Regions from separate parts of the Triticum aestivum genome. Here region 2 is linked to region 1. A link is a contact called in public Hi-C data. All regions are on one chromosome and are shown on one strand. Each heading gives the region's core, a stretch centred on a gene start, on an enhancer-like site or on the middle of the called end of the contact. The rest is flanking DNA. Distances are from core to core; before and after follow the strand shown. Region 1 has its middle 5.0 kb from the start of LOC123169860. Region 2 holds the start of LOC123165175 (disease resistance protein Pik-2).

The links. Hi-C and Micro-C count contacts between places; a contact is called where the count stands out from the background.
Region 2: a contact with region 1 is called in a Hi-C map of leaf, with 4 times the contacts expected there. The contact joins the promoter of LOC123165175 here to the enhancer-like site in region 1. A contact is called at or near these places in 2 of 5 Hi-C or Micro-C datasets (both in leaf).

What each region holds. Positions count from the first base shown.
Region 1 is chr7D:65,795,965-65,800,764 of IWGSC CS RefSeq v2.1, forward strand. No RefSeq gene overlaps it. Among protein-coding and RNA genes, the nearest start is that of LOC123169860, 5.0 kb to the right of the region's middle. Within about 2 kb of position 3,272, at least 3 of the 8 cell types and tissues checked have an H3K27ac peak or open chromatin away from gene starts, as enhancers often do. A contact at or near this core is called in leaf, where this site is marked.
Region 2 is chr7D:65,979,556-65,984,265 of IWGSC CS RefSeq v2.1, forward strand. It overlaps LOC123165175 (disease resistance protein Pik-2), which reads left to right and starts at 1,472. Exons shown (of 10, transcript XM_044582803.1): 1 at 1,472-1,582; 2 at 1,708-1,794; 3 at 2,339-2,401; 4 at 2,487-3,433; 5 at 3,783-4,710. The coding sequence starts at 1,487.

The DNA of each region.
Region 1 (4,800 bases), core at 2,022-4,521:
GAATGCTTTGGGTGTGCCAAACGTCACAACGTAACTGGGTGGCTATAAAGGTGCACTACGGGTATCTCCGAAAGTGTCTGTTGGGTTGGCACGAATCGAGACTGGGATTTGTCACTCCGTGTAAACGGAGAGGTATCTCTGGGCCCACTCGGTAGGACATCATCATAATGTGCACAATGTGACCAAGGAGTTGATCACGGGATGATGTGAGTTACGGAACGAGTAAAGAGACTTGCCGGTAACGAGATTGAACAAGGTATAGGGATACCGACGATCGAATCTCGGGCAAGTAACATACCGATGGACAAAGGGAATTGCATACGGGATTGATTGAATCCCCGACATCGTGGTTCATCCGATGAGATCATCGTGGAACATGTGGGAGCCAACATGGGTATCCAGATCCCGCTGTTGGTTATTGACCGGAGAACGTCTCGGTCATGTCTGCATGGTTCCCGAACCCGTAGGGTCTACACGCTTAAGGTTCGATGACGCTAGGGTTATAGGGAAAGCATGTACGTGGTTACCGAATGTTGTTCGGAGTCCCGGATGAGATCCCGGACGTCACGAGGAGTTCCGGAATGGTCCGGAGGTAAAGATTTATATATGGGAAGTCCTGTTTTGGTCACCGGAAAAGTTTCGGGTGAAATCGGTAATGTACCGGGACCACCGGGAGGGTCCCGGGGGTCCACCAAGTGGGGCCACCAGCCCCAGAAGGCTGCGTGGGCCAAGTGTGGGAGGGGACCAGCCCCAGGTGGGCTGGTGCGCCCCCCCACCAAGGCCCAAGGCGCATGGGAGAGTGGGAGGGGGCAAACCCTAGGTCCAGATGGGCCTTAGGGCCCATCTAGTGGGGCGCCTCCCCCTCTCCTCCCCTTGGCCGCCCCCCTTGATGGGATCTAGGGCTGGCCGCCTCCTCTTGGGGGTGGAAACCCTAAGGGGGGCGCAGCCCCCTTCCCCCCTATATATAGTTGAGGTTTGGGCTGCCCAAGGACACGAGAACGTCTCCTTTTGGCGCAGCCCTACCCCTCTCCCTCCTCCTCCTCTCCCGCGGTGCTTGGCGAAGCCCTGCGGGATTGCCACGCTCCTCCACCACCACCATGCCGTCGTGTTGCTGCTGGATGGAGTCTTCCCCAACCTCTCCCTCTCTCCTTGCTGGATCAAGGCGTGGGAGACGTCACCGGGCTGCACGTGTGTTGAACGCGGAGGCACCGTTCTTTCGGTGCTTAGATCGGAATCAACCGCGATCTGAATCGCTACGAGTACGACTCCCTCATCCGCGTTCTTGCAACGCTTCCGCATCGCGATCTACAAGGGTATGTAGATTCACTCCCCTTCCCCTCGTTGCTAGATTACTCCATAGATTGATCTTGGTGTTGCGTAGAAAATTTTGAATTTCTGCTACGTTCCCCAACAGTGGCATCATGAGCTAGGTCTATGCGTAGTTTCTATGCACGAGTAGAACACAAAGTAGTTGTGGGCGTCGATGTTGTCAATTCTTCTTGCCGCTACTAGTCTTATCTTGTTTCGGCGGCATTGTGGGATGAAGCGGCCCGGACCGACCTTACACGTATGCTTACGTGAGACAGGTTCCACCGACTGACATGCACTAGTTGCATAAGGTGGCTAGCGGGTGTCTGTCTCTCCCACTTTAGTCGGAACGGATTCGATGAAAAGGGTCCTTATGAAGGGTAAATAGAAATTGGCATATCACGTTGTGGTCTTACGTAGGTAAGAAACGTTCTTGCTAGAAACCTATACAAACCACGTAAAAACTTGCAACAACAATTAGAGGACGTCTAACATGTTTTTATATTAGTTTACGGAGGCAGTACTAATCTAATCTTCGAGCACCGCGTGCGTTAATAGTGACGCCTTCTTTTTGGGTTAAGTATTGAGCTGGAGGCCTCCCACTGGTGGAGGAGGAGGAGGAGGGCCAGATCGATTGGGTAGAGCGGAAGCTTGCTCTCTCCTTTCTTCCTCTCGCATGCATGTGCCACGTCGAGGGCTTGTTCGTCACACGATTTGCCCTTTGTCTGTGTATGAGACAAAGACGCACACATGCATGCACCTTCCTGTTGCCTATGGTTTAAGCAATTGGTCGGCATTGGGTGGAAAGGTTTGGCATTTTTATCTTCCTACTCATACTCAATATTTCATTGCATATTCCCAACATCACTGTGTTCTGTTTTGTAGTTGTACGGTTACAGATTATTCGCGAATGAGTTTGGATTTGTCACCGAATTCAAAACTCCCCGTCCATGCAGAATATGCCTGTGAGTCGTTTTGCTGCTGGCAGCCGCATGCTATAGTGGTTACACGGTTGCGCCTCCCTTTCGCCGTGCGGTTTATGAACGAAACCTCAAAAGCAGCCGCAGATTCCCAATTCTCCATTGGTGAAAACATATTCTGTGAGAAGTGATTCCAGGTCAGATCGCCGATGGATAGATGCTTGCTTAATCATGTGTGGGGGATCATCAGTGGGCTTCAGACGAGATGCCATCCCCGCAAAGTGATTAGCAACTAGATCAGCATCTTCTGACGTATGATCTGGTAATATCAAGATAAGATCTTGCCAGAGTAAACAAATGCGGCTTCTACGTCACTTGCTCGCAAATTGTCTTCGATGACAGTGGAGAACAGCTTACACTGACGAGGATCTGACTTATATATATTAGCATATAGAAATGGCTAAACATGTAGTGTTTGGGCACTTAGTGGAAAATGACATTCTTCCATTGATACTCCCAAAGTGTCTTGGTAAAATAATATCATTTGAAACCCATGCATGCATATAGAAATGGCCGTAACAACGACGTGCGCGCGCGGGCTCGACTCTACATCTGACAGCATGGTGGCATGCATTCAGCGAACACGTAAACCACAACCTGTGATTACGCTAATCAATCAACCAATGCAAGTGCACTCTGTTACTTTACTGTTTATGACAGATACTGTCCATTCATCCGTCCTCCCTCCGTTACAGCGTGGCCGTTCGTCGCCAGACCTACAACATGGTTCCGTTTTCATCTACCGAAGTAGCTCCTTGATTCCACTAATTCCACCTGGACAGCTGCTGATCGGCTCTGGCTCAGCCACGCACGGCATGCAGCGGATCCGATCACCTCATCCACGCCGACAACGACGGTGGCTAGGGCTCGGCCGGGGACAGACGTGGCGCGCGAACGCCACCTCCACGTGATCTGACCCGAGCCGATAAGACGGCGACCGGCCGGCCTCCCGCGCCCCTACGTACGTCGCTCTCCCTCGCTCCGTGTGGCTAGCTGCCGGTCCTGCTCCAACGTTGAAAACCTAGCGATCTTTTCCATGGCGCCAACGCTGTCCACTGCGACGACGATCCACCCCCATGTCGCTGTGCTTCGGCTCGCATAAAGAAGCTGCGTTACACCATGGACCGGCGTCGCCGTCGCGCCAAAGGAAGGAGGACATGGCCGCGGGCGGGACCGATGGATGTGAGCAGGTGATCGCCCATCATCGATCCCTACTCGCGGAGAGCGACGGCGTGCGCAGCTGGCTTGGAGAAAAGAAAGCGGGAGAGGAATCGCGGAGAGCGACGGCGTGCGCAGCTGGCTTGGAGCGGGAGGGTTCGCGCGCGTTCGACTAGTCGCTTGCGCCTTACGAGTGCTGCTTTCGACCTTTGCATTCGCCGGAGGTCGGCAAACGAAAAGGGCCGGCTAGGGGCCAAGCTAGCCGATGCAAGATACCAAGGTGTAGCTAGCTAGACAGGAGTAGCAATTCAAACAGGAGTGCTGCCCTGCTACTTGGATCTGCAACTCGACCACACTTGTACTATCGGACAAGACAAACGCATCGTACTTTCATTGAACGCGCTTGCTTCTTTCTTTGTTGGCAATCTCACGACGAGTCATTCTGGTTATACGTACGGTTGCGCCTCCGTTTCGTCGTGCGCTTTATCCGTTTATGAACCAAAGCTCAAAAGCAGCCGCAGATTCCCAATTCTCCATGCCATTCCATTCCATCAGTCGGAAATATTCTGCAAGTGCCTGCCTGCCTGCTGAGAAGTGATTCCGAGGTCAGATCGCCCGATGGATGGATGCTTGCTGGGATCATCAGTGGGCTTCAGAGGACGCGGTTCCTGCGAGCAAAAGCGCAAAGCGCGCGCAGAGGATGGGATACGACGAGGCGGCCGGCGGTCGATCCATCGGCCGGAGGACTTTGTTTGTGGCCGGCGCCGCGTGCGGATTGTACGGAGACGGGCAAAGAAGTCGCATGTGCATGTGCATGTGCAGCTGTGCATGCACGCACCTTGCTCGGAAAGGAGAAAGGGTAAAGCCTTTGATTGCTTGCTTGCTATAGGTGCTGCTAGTAGCTAGCTCTGCTGGCTTCCAAATTATTTTGGACCGCTCATACTTCATTTTGTTTCAAGGGCAAATTTTTCCTAGCTTGATTTTTTTATTTGGTGTTGTAGCTTGCCTTTTAATTAGAACGATTGATGTCATCCATGCATGAAGATAATAAAGATACTCAATCGCTACTAAGGAGCTAGATTGGCCTCTGCTGCGTAAATTTAGATTGATATCCGGATAAGATCGGAGCAGAAAAAACAAATGTGTATTCTACGTCACTCCATCGGTAACTAGGAGATGACAGTGGATCACAGGTTTACACTGACGAGGATCTGACTTCTACTAGCATATAGAGAGATCACTAAAAATCAGAATATGATACTCCACATAAAGGTTTTCTGAAAAAAAAATACAAGTACTAATACTTTTAGAAACCCCATGTGCCGCCCTGCGCATACATCTGTTTAGCCAAACA
Region 2 (4,710 bases), core at 222-2,721, 180 kb after region 1:
GTCGCTATTTTCCTTTGGGCTATGAATGAAGCGGAAAACTCACCAGATCCGCAGCGTGCTAGGTGGTATGAGTACCGCTCCCGCCGTCGCGCCCCTCCAGCTCCAGTAGAAGATCTCGTCGGCGTCGTGGTCGATGTACCAGCTGCAGTGAAACAGGTGATTGTCCACTCTGACAGCGAGGGAGAGAGCAATGAAGATGAGGAGGAGAAGAAGGAGGAGGAGGAGGAGGAGGAGGAGGAGGAAGAGTCCAGCAAGGGGGAGGAGGAGCCAGGTGCAGACGTGGTGGTGGAGGTGGAGGACGACAACGAGCAGGAGCAGCTGGTGGTGGAGGTGGAGGACGACAGCGAGGGGGAGGTGGCGCAGCAGCTGCAGCTGCCTGCTGGCGACGACCTGTACATGGTGGCGCCGGGGATCCCGCAGCTCGGCGACATGAGCATGCCAATCGAGGCGGAGACCCACATCCGCATCGGCATTCGCCACTCTAACCGCATCAAGAAGATGAAGGAGATGCAGAAATGAAGAAATGCGGTGAGTGTCAGTTAGATAAGTGTCAGTGTTTATGTTCAGTATGCTGAACCTGTTATGTACTGCAGCTGTTTAAGCAATGTCAAGTTGTTATGCACTGGAAGTGAAGTTGTTATGCAATTAGATGTTTAATTAAGTAGAAATGTTTTCCTCTATGTTGCATTCCACAAAATTATAGTAGCATAAGAGAGGACACTTCTCTCTATATGTATAGTAGCTAGCGTCGAGCAAGCATAGAGATAAGAGAGGACACTTCCCTCTATTAGCTAGCTAACACAATATGAAACTAAATTAACCCTCCAAACCTCCCCCCTTTCCAAAACAAAAACAAAAACCCCAGCTCTTGCCAGCTGCTGGCGCGTGAAGGCATATTGATCCGGGTTGGTATTACCAACCGGGACTAAAGGTCCTCCTGCCTGGGCGCCCCGCAGCGGCCACGTGGAGCCCTTCTATCCCGGTTCGTAAGTGAACCGGGACTAAAGGGTTTGGGCTTTAGTCCCGGTTCCTGAACCGGGGCTAAAGGGCCTCTGGAACCGGGTCAAATGGGCCGTTTTCTACTAGTGTTATAAACAAATTTCTCATCAAAATATAAGATAAATCACGGGCATGATTTGATAAATATTTGTTTACACAATCACATTAATATGGGCAGGTTTTATATCCCGTTGCAACGCACCGGCGTTTTTAGGAATATAATAGAGATGGTTGTGTGCATTGGTCGATGCAGAGTTAGGGGTGATCCTCCATTTCGGGAAAAAAATTATGTGTCTTTTTCTTATTTTTCCTTTATTTTTTTCACAATGTCTATGGATTATACCAGTTTCTGGACATTATTAAGTTTGGAGTATCTAGTTTTGTCTCCAACTCCAAATCCTACCTTTTTCCACCCGAAAGAAAAACCGCACACACGGACACGTTAGTGGAGGCTGCTTGCTGCTAACACGCGGAAACATGAGACGAGATGAGACGACCGCAAGTCGTTCCGGGTCTCTCTGCGGCGACTAGACTACAGTGGGTCTCCTCCCAATCTGCGACGGCGACGGCGACAGCGCCAAAGGTACTCTTGTACTCGTCTCCTTCCCCTCCTCTGGTCCATACATTTCTTTCGATCTAGTTAGCGCACACCTCTCTTCTGTTTCCCATTCTTTTTGGTTTTGAAGTTGCAGAGTTCGATCTGTTCAGCATTCGCTCAGCAGCGGTGAAGAGTTGCTGTTCGGTGTTGCGGATGATGCTCTTCTTCAGCTCCTGCTCTTGATTGAGCCAAGCCAGGTGATGCATTCTTTTGTGCCGTCCGTCACAACTTCAGCTTTTGCTCATCCTGAAACCGATTGTTTTCCTATTACAGCCGTGCGTGTAGATCCAGAGCAAGGGGAGGGTCAGATCTTGCTCGATCTGTTTCTCCCCTCCTGGTTAATCTCTTGTTTGCTATATACGCTATTTTTATGCAAAATCTGGTTCCTGGATATTTTTACTTTTACTCTGTAATTATATTATTGTGAAAATGTTAAGTATGTACATCAGGAAAAGAAAAAGGAATAATAAGTAAGATTAAATAAAGTAAAGAGAATAAATGGTCAGTGGTCAGAGCTTAGTATCTATCCAAGCTCGGAGGGATGCTGCATTTTTTTTTCTTTTCACTCTGTCCAGCTTTTCCAAAATAAATAAATTAGTAGTACCGTGAGCTGTTACTTTCACGCACCTGAAATGTCCAGCTTTTGCTCATCCGGTGGTCCTCTGAAAACAACTACAGTAGGATTTTTGGTTATTCTGATGTGAATCTATGATGTGCAGAACTGGATCTTTTCTTCACTAGTTCACCTTGCGTAACTGTTGCAAAGGACTTAGCACATTGGATTTGAAGGAGCTGTCATTCAAGGTACTCTTCTTCTACTTCTGCTTTGGAGGAAAGCAATGCATAGGCGCATAGTGTACTGTTACTTCCACCGACCAATCAAGTTCAGGTTTTCCTCATTCTGTCTTCTGAAAAACATAATGTTTTCATTGCAGAATTTCACGGCAAGGACAAAGCTGTAGCCGTCTGTAGATCCAGAGCAAAGGCAAAAAAAGGTCGAGATATGGAGGTCGCTGCTGGGGCGATGGGCCCCGTCATCCGTAAGCTCGGCGAGCTGCTCGTCGGAGAATACAACCTAGAGAAGCGAGTAAAGAAAGGCGTACAATCGCTCCTAGACGAGCTGGAGATGATGCACGCCGTACTTCGCAAGGTTGGCGAGGTGCCGTCGGAACAGCTCGAGGAGCCGGTCCGGATTTGGGCTGGCAAGGTGAGAGACCTGTCTTGCGACATGGAAGACGCTGTTGACGACTTCATGGTGCGTGTGCATGAGGGTTCAAGCAGCAAGCCTACGAACATGAGGAATCGAGTCAAGAAGTTTCTCAAGAAGACCACCAAACTGTTTGGCAAGGGCAAAGCACTTCATCAAATCAGTGATGCCATCAAAGAAGCTCAGGATCTTGCCAAGGAGTTGGCGGACCTGCGTAGAAGGTACGAGCTTGACACTCGTAGCACTAGCAATGGTGCTACCATTGACCCTCGTGTGTTAGCTCTGCACAAAGATGTAGGGGAGCTTGTTGGCGTTGACCGCACAAGGGATGAGCTTATCAAAACACTGATTTGTGAGGATGGGAGTTCCAAGGAGCAATTGAAGACGATCTCTATTGTTGGTGTTGGTGGGCTGGGCAAGACTACACTCACCAAAGCAATTTATGAGAAGATCAAAGCCCAGTTTGAATGTGCGGCTTTTGTCCCTGTAGGACAGAACCCTGATATCAAGAAAGTTTTCAAGGACTTACTCTATGACCTGAACAAAGAAAAGTTCAATGACATTCATAATACATCAAAGGATGAAAATCTCCTCATCAAGGAAATCAGAGAATTCCTTGTGGATAAGAGGTATGCACCACGTAGTGCTTGTCTGTATATATTTCAGAACAAGTAGTGAGATATATACCGAATTTCATATCTTCATTTCCTTGTTTGTTATATTTTTATATCTGTAGTAGTCCATTTCTTTTTAAGCAAATTCGACTTCTTTCTTTTTTGCGCAGTTGCCTTATTTTTGTTAGTCCTGTATACTTTTAAGCAATTTCTGTTGCATTTCTTAATATTTTTGCATGCATATCCTTACTGGTTATATAACCCCATGGTTTGCTTTAGTACCTTATAGTTTATCCTTTTTACAAAATTCAGTTGTACTATATAGATGACTTCCCAACTAACTCTATCAAAATTATTGGCATAGGTACCTTATCGTAATTGATGATATATGGGAAGAAGAAATTTGGAGATTTATAAATTGTGCTTTGTGTAAAAACAAACTCCACAGTCGGGTAATCACGACAACTCGTAATGTGAGTGTGTCTGAAGCATGTCTCTCTTCCAGCGATGACATGATTCACCAAATGAAACCTCTTTCTGATGAAGACTCACAGATACTCTTCCATAGAAGAATATTTCAAAGCGAGGAGAAATGTCCAGAAGATTTGCAAGCAGTATCAAGAGAGATACTGAAGAAATGTGGTGGAGTACCATTAGCCATCATTACAATAGCTAGCCTTCTAGTCAGTAACCAAAGGATAAAGCAGAAAGAAGAATGGATGCATGTGCACAGTTCGATGGGCCGTGGAGTTACAGAAGGTGGTATTGTGAAGGACATGAAGAGGATATTATCACTCAGCTATTATGATTTGCCATCCCATCTAAAGCCTTGTTTATTATATCTAAGCATCTTTCCTGAAGACTTTGAGATTAACAGAGATTTGCTGATATGGAGGTGGCTTGCTGAAGGGTTTATCCAATGTGACAAAGATGAAACCAGGCTGTTTGAGATCGGAAAGAGCTACTTCAACGAGCTTATGAACAGGAGCTTGATCCAGCCAGCGGAAACCAATTATGAAGGAACAGTAGTAACTTGCCGTATACATGATATGGTGCTTGACCTTATATGCTCGCTGTCAAGTGAGGAGAATTTTATCTCCATATTGGATAATGCGGAGTGGAATGCACCTAATCCGCAAAGAAAATTTCGCAGGTTATCACTTCATAATATCAAGGCAAAGGTTCAGAACCATCAGATTGAAAGCACTAGCCTGTCAAAAGTGAGGACCTTTGCTGTTTTTTCTCCTGTTACCTGTGATTGGTTGCCATCTCTCTCAAGCTTTCAATTTTTG